Regions from separate parts of the Zea mays genome. Here all the other regions are linked to region 1. Evidence: chromatin contacts called from public Hi-C data. All regions are on one chromosome and are shown on one strand. Each heading gives the region's core, a stretch centred on a gene start, on an enhancer-like site or on the middle of the called end of the contact. The rest is flanking DNA. Distances are from core to core; before and after follow the strand shown. Region 1 holds the start of LOC100283249 (ZIP zinc/iron transport family protein). Region 2 holds the start of LOC100281742 (arginyl-tRNA synthetase). Region 3 holds the start of LOC100277743 (triacylglycerol lipase-like 1).

Evidence for each region. A called contact is a pair of places that touch in the nucleus more often than the background predicts.
Region 2: a Hi-C map of ear shows a contact between it and region 1, with 2.0 times the contacts expected there. The contact joins the promoter of LOC100281742 here to the promoter of LOC100283249 in region 1. A contact is called at or near these places in 2 of 25 Hi-C or Micro-C datasets (ear and leaf).
Region 3: a Hi-C map of ear shows a contact between it and region 1, with 2.3 times the contacts expected there. The contact joins the promoter of LOC100277743 here to the promoter of LOC100283249 in region 1. A contact is called at or near these places in 2 of 25 Hi-C or Micro-C datasets (ear and leaf).

Annotation. Positions count from the first base shown.
Region 1 is chr8:129,311,399-129,314,490 of Zm-B73-REFERENCE-NAM-5.0, forward strand. LOC100283249 (ZIP zinc/iron transport family protein) reads right to left here and starts at 1,406. Exons shown (of 2, transcript NM_001156151.2): 1 at 423-1,406. The coding sequence starts at 1,298.
Region 2 is chr8:129,128,796-129,131,883 of Zm-B73-REFERENCE-NAM-5.0, forward strand. It overlaps LOC100281742 (arginyl-tRNA synthetase), which reads right to left and starts at 1,383. Exons shown (of 18, transcript NM_001368092.1): 1 at 1,286-1,383; 2 at 347-459; 3 at 130-251. The coding sequence starts at 1,376.
Region 3 is chr8:129,514,357-129,517,328 of Zm-B73-REFERENCE-NAM-5.0, forward strand. LOC100277743 (triacylglycerol lipase-like 1) reads right to left here and starts at 1,367. Exons shown (of 4, transcript NM_001151235.2): 1 at 929-1,367. The coding sequence starts at 1,277.

The DNA of each region.
Region 1 (3,092 bases), core at 156-2,655:
CGGACCGGATTCCCAAGTCTGAAACTGAAAACAACCAAACACTTCACTGAAAAATCAAAATAAGAGATGATTCTTTGTCGTATCTATGTGCAAATTATCATATCAGGCATGAGCATATAGGTAGCTAATCACGCAATGTGACCCCCTCCCTAATAAGGATATGATTATCAGTTCATTATACTCCAGAAGGAAGCCAATTGGTCAAATGATATTTTATCTAGCTTAGTGTATAAGAGAGGGAACGGTGACATCACAAATTCGTTAAAGTTAGAACTTTCTAGTTCCTGATACTGCAAAACCTAAATTCGCACTAAAAAATCGCAAATTAGTTATGAACTTAAATCTCACTCCAGCCACTGCTAGGTTTATTGACAAAATCAGCAACTCTGAGCTCTTCAATTATAGGTTGTTTTGATTCTCACCTGTGCGATGCATCCGCCCAGGCCCATCCCCTCGAACACCTGATGGAAGGAGAGCGCAACCACAAGTGGCCGGATTGCACAGACATCCTGGGACATCCCCATCGTAACTCCGATGATGACGGAGTGGAAGACTATCCCAATCTCCAGCACTTTGGACACCATCTTCTGCTTCCTCCTGGCCTCCTCCTCGTCCTCACCGGGCCCCTCCCCTACCTCCACCACTTCATGGGCGACGGCATGGCACCCGGCAGTGATGGCCGGGACCTCGTCGCTGCGGGCGCCCTTCTTGGGTCCGAAGAGCGCCACGTCGTCGCGGTCCGGGTCTGCGCCGTTGGTGGCGGCGTGCGGCGCGGGGTCCTCTTCTCGGTCGTCGCCCAAGAAAGCGCGCTTCTTGGGGCTCATTTCGCCGGCGAGCTCGAACACGGGTACCTTCTTCGGGATCGGGGCGTAGGGAGTTTCGTGGTGGGCGCCGACGTGGGCGTGGGCCTCGAGGTGGGAGGAGGCGGAGAGGTCGACGAGGAGCGCGAGCAGCGCGCCGACGAGGGTGAAAAGGCCCGCGAAGGGGAAGTCCCTCCAGGGCCTGCGCGAGGCGACGGCGCAGTCGGCGAGGGCGGCGTGCGCGTCGGGGAGCACGTGGACGAGCGAGGTGGAGAGGATGACCCCAGCCGCGTAGCACTTGACGAGGAGCAGGCCCCGCGCGTAGTTTGGGCTGCCGCGGAAGGCCCGCGTGAGCGCGACGGGGAGGCAGATGCCGACGGCGCTGGCGACGAGAATGGCCAGCAGCGACCCCGTCTTGAGCCGTGCGGCGGCCGCGCCGTCCCGGCAGACCCGGGATAGGGCCGGGCCGTCGGTGGGGAGGCACCCGGTGCCGGACATGGCGGCGCGGGGATGGTGCGCCCTGCCCCTGCGCGCGCGTGACGGCGACAAGCGGAGACCTGGCAGTCGTAGGCTCGTAGCTGGAGACTTGGACTGGGAGGAGGAAACGAGTGTGCGGCCGTGCGGGATGGTTAATTTCAATGCGGTGTGGGCCAGAGCCAGGGCCGTAGCACAGAGGTTTTGTGGAATATGTGGGGTGTGGGAAGAGGGACGTGCGGTCAGTCACGTGCTGCACTAGTTATATATGTCCGTTCGATGAGATGGTACACAATCACAAATACATTATTTTGAGAGATATCTTCTTCTTCGTTCACTAGACACAATCGTCATTCTCAGATCATGTAGCCATGGTGAAAATACTTTGCTCGCCATTTTTCTGTGCGAGCATAAGCCCACAAATAAAAAGGTCGCGTAATATGAGGAAAAAAGATGCAAGAACATGAAATGATCTTATATTTTCAACAGCCTAGACATGTAACATGAGGAAAAAAGATGCAAGAATATACCTAATGAAAGTAATATCCACCATAATCAATGACTGTCATAAGAATAATATATACCAATCTGGCATGTCAATAGATCAATAATGTCACACCCGGCTTTAAGGAACAAAGCCAGGTGCATCTCATACATGCGCCAAGAAGACAACATATATAATAACAGAGTGTATAGAGATAAATGTCACAATAATCAGAGTATTTATTACATAGCGGAAGACTTATTACAAAATAAAAGAATAAACATAAAACAAACTTAGGATCGTTGGCGCCAATGTCAACTGAGAAACGCCACCTAGATCAGATCATACTCCTCGCCTTGTGGCTCCTCCTGAACTACCTGCTCTTCTCCTGTGGGGGGGTGTGAGACAGCAAGTGTGAGCTCACACATGATCATCGCTCAACAAGTTGTGGGGAACCAGTGAACATGAACTCACAAAGGTGGGAGTTCATGTGATGTGTAAGGCTAATCAATGACAGGGGTTAAAGCTGAGCATTGCTTTTAAGTAGTTGGTCAAAATTTTATTAGCAGTTACTAAGTGTAAGTAAATACCAAACCTTAATAAATAATAGAACAAAATTAATAATAAACTCATGCATATGCAAATGACAAAATTGAATTTAAGTTCCATAATTTAATCATCAGAGAGTCCTGAGCTGCTCATGACCGTGAGCTCGGCTAGTATACCAGTTTTACACTCTGCAGAGGTGGTACCCTTTACCCACAAGTCATGTTACCCATCTGCCAAGGGATCGCGACTTCCCATACACCTCTACCGAGGAGGCGAGGCAGGGTAACACTACGAGGCCTTTACAAAGTTCCACTAGCTTCAGAAAACCCGCTACAGTTTATAGGAAGCTCCAATGCAGGGTTCTTGCCTGACCGCCATCGCAGCAAAATCAACCAAGGACCTCCCTACACTGACCACTCCCCTGCTGCCCTTGCCCCTTTCGGGTAAGGTAGTCCTCCACTAGCTTTCCTAATTAATCAGCCAAGGGCGTCCATAAACCCTTGTGGTGGCACGTGTTTCTCAAGTTAAGCTCTATGTTCCAATTAACATCAATGATCTTGACATGAACATAAATAAAATAACAAAAGAATTGGAACATAGATATAATAAATGATTACCCCAAAACCATGTAAAGCAATAGCAAACAAGCACTTCAGTAGCTTGATCCTGCTCAGCTACTTCTATCTGCTCACCAGGATCCTCAGTAGCTTGATCGTCTACTCGCCACAGTACAAACAAGCACAGGATATAGAGAAAATCAACATCACACCAAACATGTAAACAAA
Region 2 (3,088 bases), core at 133-2,632, 180 kb before region 1:
CAGCAAGAATCAATTGATGAGCTCATGGAAGGAAAGTTAATTAATTATAATAATTAATAAAGAAGCAACAAATAGTCAGATTGTATGAGGGATCGATACAGCAGGTAAGGCAACATGCAAACAAGGTACCACTGGTAGTCAGCAAACTTTGCTGAAACTTCAACCATCGGTTCTACCTCCACATCGGGCAATGTAGTCTGGAGGGATGAAAGGACCAGCCTGGAGAGCTGTTGCTTGACACTCCCAGCCCGCTGCATGGTTAAATTCAAATGAAGCAGGGAAACTAGAAAAGAAAATTAAGCAATGCAATCATTTTCAGAGGCAGCAGCCCACCCAGTGCACTCACCACAGTGGATTCCTGCTCCTGAGGAGCAACGGAGGTCGAGGTCTCGTCTCCCATAGTGGTGGCACTGCACGAGATCCGCAGAAGCCTGGAGGAAGAAGCGGGTCTACAGTGACCTGACTAGCCAGAACGAGAAAACAGTCCAAATCAAACAATTAACCAATGCAGCGAGTCTTCAATGAACTGAAAAGGAAGCATAAAAGTGTGACACTCCTATCCCAATCCACTAACAATCCAAATGTGCCCACACTGTTCATTTGAAGCAGATTACGAAATCAAATGGCACAATTAACCGACGCCGTTCAAAAAAAAACCAAGTCCAAATTAATTAAGCAATAAAATGAGCATGAGTAACCGAACCCAAAGCATGACAAGTTCAAGGTTCCTGACAGACGATCCCAATCAGCTGATGCAATCCAAATCTAGTGCCTTCACCAGTTGTTAACAATTTAAAGCAATGTTTGTTAACAATTTAAAACAATTTAAAGCAATTTATTCATCTAGAAGAAGCGCACGTGAGTCCTGACGCTACACTAATCCCCGCTGATGCGAACGGGATTGGAGAGGGTGAGCCCCAGTACAGAGCAAATCTATAAACCCAGCCTTACCCAACATCCGAACCCCGAGCCCCCTCCAAAATCCACGGGGAAACCACGGAAACGCAGACACCATCTAGTTTGGGAGTCAAAAACGGGATTGGCTAAAATCCCCTTCTTATGCAGGCGATTTTAGCCCCTCTAGTCCCCTCCGGTTTTTGAACTCTCAAACTAGAATCTAATGCCCCACCCGGACTACCAACCCCTAAACCCCCAAAACCGCGCGTCCCACTCACACCGAGAGTCCGAGACCGAACCTAAAATCCTCTCGGCTGTTTCTCCGCGGCGAGCTGAGGCGGTCCGAGAAGAGGGCTCGAGGAGGAAGGAGAGAGGGAAGCGAACTCACCGGAGCGCGGGGCGCGGAAGAGGAGCGGGAGACGGAGGCGCGCGGGGGTAGGCGCCGCCACTGCAGTTGCTGCTGCCGCGAGAGCTTGCATCCTCGTCCCGCCGTCAGTTAAATACCCCCTCCCCCTCTCACGGTCACAGGAGGTAGCGTAGCGTGCGCGACACAGACAGTCACACTCACTGACTCACAGTACACAGGCACCGCGCGACGGCGCGAGGCTTGTCGAGGGGTCGTTTGGCTTGCCTTTTTTCTTCCAAATATATGTACTTCTATTCGTTTTAACTCTTAATTTTGTATATTCATATATATAGAAAAAACATATAAATCTAAACACGTAAAACACATACTCAAATATTGTTTGAATCTAGTAATTATTTAAAATAGGTTTTAATTTAGAACAGAAGAAGTATTATATATAATTATATTACTCTGTCTTTTCATAGGATATTTAATTTTCCTATATAATTTTACTTTATATTTAGCTACATATTATGTCTAAATATATATGATAAAAATAATACTTCTATAAAATATAGATCCTATATTATATGAACTCGGCCATTTTACATTTAGTAGCTACATATTATGGATTTCCACCTCTTAATTAGGGTATGTTTAGTTCAGTCATAGACCACCAAAAATATAATTATAGATGTGAGCTACAAAAAATCTGTTATGAACTGACGTTGTGCGAAAACTAAAATATGTTTGGTTGAAATAACTATTAGTTGTAGATATAAGAGCATGGTAGCTTGTGTCGGGGTTAAAAAAACCCATGCACCAAGGCTTGTGGGTCACGATGAGGGCTAGTTTGGTGACTAGGGAATTCGAGGAGATCCATGGGGAGGTTCCCGGTCACCAAAACAGCCCTGAGTAAAATCGCTCCAAAGAGGCTTGAATGAGACCCAACTAACCCCCGAGCGCAGGCGGACCAATGTCAACTCTATGGGGTGGCATCAGTCTCAAGCCCTAACGCGAAGTAGGTGCACCTAGGGGTCGGTCGAGACGGAAGAGGATCGGGCGAACCGCACCCCTCCTAAAAGGGTCGGCTTAATCGGACGCGAGCGAACCACACACAATTTGCGGGTCGAATGTTGAAAGGAAAATGTGCACTTGGACCATTTATAGTTGTGTCGGGGACCATAATTAGGGGTACCCTCAAGACGCCTAATTCTCAGCTGGTAACCCCCATCAGCATAAAGCTGCAAAGGCCTGATGGGTACGATTAAGTCAGGGATCAGTCCACACGAGTGACTCGATCACGCTTCACCCGAGCCTAGCCTCGGCCAAGGGCAGCCGACCTCGAGAGACTTCTGTCTCGCCCGAGGCCCCCTTTTTATGGCGGACACATCACCGGCTCGCCCGAGGCCTTGGCTTCGCTCAGAAGCAACCTTGACTAAATCGCCGCACCGACTGACCAAATTGCAGGGGCATTTAACGCAAAGGTGGCCTGACACCTTTATCCTGACACGCGCCCCCGGCAGAGCCGAAGTGACCGCCGTCACTCCACCGCTCCACTGGCCAGTCTGACAGAAGGACAGCGCCGCCTGCGCCACTCCGACTGCAGTGCCACTCGACAGAGTGAGTCTGACAGGCAGTCAGGCCTTGCCAAAGGCGCCACGGCGAACTCCGCCCCGCCCGACCCCAGGGCTCGGACTCGGGCTAAGACCCGGAAGACGGCGAACTCCGCTCCGCCCGACCCCAGGGCTCGGACTCGGGCTAAGACCCGGAAGACGGCGAACTCCGCTCCGCCCGACCCCAGGGCTCGGACTCGGGCTAAGACCCGGAAGACGGCGAACTCCG
Region 3 (2,972 bases), core at 117-2,616, 200 kb after region 1:
GGAGAAAAAAAATATAAAGAAGAGTGAGGAGCAGGTGCGTATTTTCTGCGCTTGATCTTGTCCGAGACACTTTTGCTAGCATAAACTGGCTTAAAAATTGGAAAGCGAAACCATAAGAAATAAACAAGAGAGACGGGCCTTAATAATTGGCTTGTAAAAAGAAAACGATCTGTTCGAAAACAGAATCATGTGTAATAAGAAACAACAAAGAGATAGGCACAAACAAATGCTTAAACTAACACAGAAAGTTAACAAATGCTTAAACTAACACAACAGAAAGCTCAATTAGCAAAGGACACATACAATAATAATGAAGAGAAAACAAACAAAACATAAAGAAAACAAATTGTAGCACAAGAAATAAGAAGAACGTACGTCCCATAAAGATGAGAAATAGAAAGACGATATAATGGAGAGAGAGAGAGAGAGAGAGAGAGAGAGAGAGAGAGAGAGAGAGAGAGAGAGAGACGTTCTGGGGTCATATTGTACTGCTTTGTCACTTTACCTTGCGACGACCATCGTACTGTGACGTTCGTACACGCTTCAGTTTCAGTAACTATGCATGCATTCTTCTTTCTCTCGGTGCACGTTATAATTAATACGTCATGCATAACATCAGTAAGCAGTGTGGCGTTATTAGCTACAACACGTGCTTAATGAATTGAACATCATTCCTCTTGCGAGTCAATATCAACTTTTATGTTAATTGCAAAATAACGACCTCAAGTTTTTTTCCCTAAAATGTCCAAGAAGTTTTGGTCGTTCATTGGCGTTGTTCATCAGGTGCTGCACGTATTAGTATCATTAGCAAGCCCGCACCCGCAGCATATTCAGACATTAATTCGTGCATGCATGGCATATATATGTTAGTCCCATCCCATGTGAATGTGCGTATAATAAACCGCACGTGCGTGTGGTGGTGACGTACATCTGAAGAGGTTGAGAAAGATGCCGAGTATGCCATTGTTGAGCGCGACGAAGTTGAGGAGGAACTCGACGACAGCGCCGACCACGAGAGCCGGGTAGTAGGCGCCGGCGAGCGCCTTCTGGATGACCTGCGTGAGCGCGACGAGCCAGTCGCCGGGCGTGCTGCCCAGGTCGGCGGCGGTCCGGTCGCCGGCCTCCACGAACGCGTAGCTGGTGATGGGGCGCCTCAGGAGCAGCATCGACAGCACGTCTATGAACCGCACCTTCTCCGGCCGGATGATCAGCTTCTCCTCCCCCATCTTGGGGTGGCCGGAGGCAGCAGCAGCGACGACCGCCTGCTTCGCCGCCATATATATGGTCGTCGTCGCTAGCTGTTACTCCTGCTGTTGATTAAGCTAGCTACGTGTAAGTATGCTGGCTAGCAAAGTGGAATGCTCAAGCTGGCACGAGGCTGAGATGGAGATGATGGGTGCCTTTTATAGGGCTCCAAAGAGGGCTGGGCTGGGCTGGGTCGATATCTGGGTAGGAGCAACGTGGGCTGGGCTTACATGGGTCATGTTGTTCGATTGATCTGACACTCCGATAATTATTGCTTTATGATAAATTGGCTGGCGGTCTCTAGGGTTTACATGTACGTCGTTGCATGCAGGGGCGGACCTAGGCCCATGGCCGCCTGGGCCACGGCCCGGGGCGCAGGCCCAAAAATTTTTAGAAGAGCTCTGCCCGCTGGCCTTGCTGAGTCATAGTTATATGTATGTATATCCATCCGACACAGTGCAAGCTTCGCAAGCACAGAATAACACACATGCAAGCAAGAGCAGGCTACGACCACCTACATGTGTCCTCCAGATTTACATACTAGGCTAGTAGCAAGGCCTCGGGCAGCACATGCTAGGCTCCTGCTAGTCTAGAGAGATGGATAGAGGGAGAGACTAGAGACCAAACCATCGAGCTAGGATAAGCAAAAAAATTCCCAAGCTAGCAAATAATTTTAAACCAAAGAGGCAAAAAAATTACAAGCCACAGGGCTTAGAAACTACTACCTCCATTTTCTTTTTATTTGACGCATGATAGTTCAATTTTACACTAGCAAACATCAAATAAAAAAGATCGGAGAGAGTACGAAACAAGATATTCCATACAACCATCTAATACCATAATCACCAAATAAAAGATCAAAAAGTTGCGACCAAATAAACAAGATCACATGGCTAGAAATTAAGGGGGTGTTTGGTTCTGTGGACTAAAGTTTAGCCCGAGTCACATCAAGTGTTTGACTTTCAAATAGGAGTATGAAATATAGACCCAACCAACTGTACTAGATTCGTCTCACTTTTTAATCTTCGGCTGAGAAATTAGTTTTATAATCCGACTACATTTAATACCCCGAACGGAGGTTCAAACATTCGATGTGATAGGGGCTAAATTTTAGCAGGGGCAAACCAAACACCCCCTAAGTTTGAGATTGAGCCTATGTAGAGAGAGTTTTCTCGTCTATGAATATCATTAAAACTGAGTTACGGAATAAGACATGAGACGAATGGCTTAATCATCGTATGATTTCCTTCAAGTCGCGTTCTTAATATGATTTCCTTCAAGGTTCTGGAGCATGAAACATTGATGTTGATGTTGACATGATACATTTGGAAAGAGCTACATTATAACTTGTATATCATCTTTAACATCTATAATAACAGTGTTTCACCGTACAATTTTTCTTTATATGCTACTATTAGAGTTTATGGTCGCTTCGGCCCGGGCCTTGGCCAATTTCTGGGTCCGCCACTGGTTGCATGCATGGTTAACGTGTGATCATGCTGCAGATACAGTATGATCTATGATGCCTGCACTGCTCTCCTAGCTGGACCGTGGCTAAATTCGTCAAGTCAGCACCCGTGGATCATGTGTGCTAGTACTGCTGCTTTCCGGGGTTGTTCAGCGAAATGTGTCACACGCTGCTAGCTGGCGGCATCTGCGAGAACCTAGTTATAGCTAGTAGACCCGAGAATAATGATGGTGGGTGTTGAGCATCATACGTGGAACCT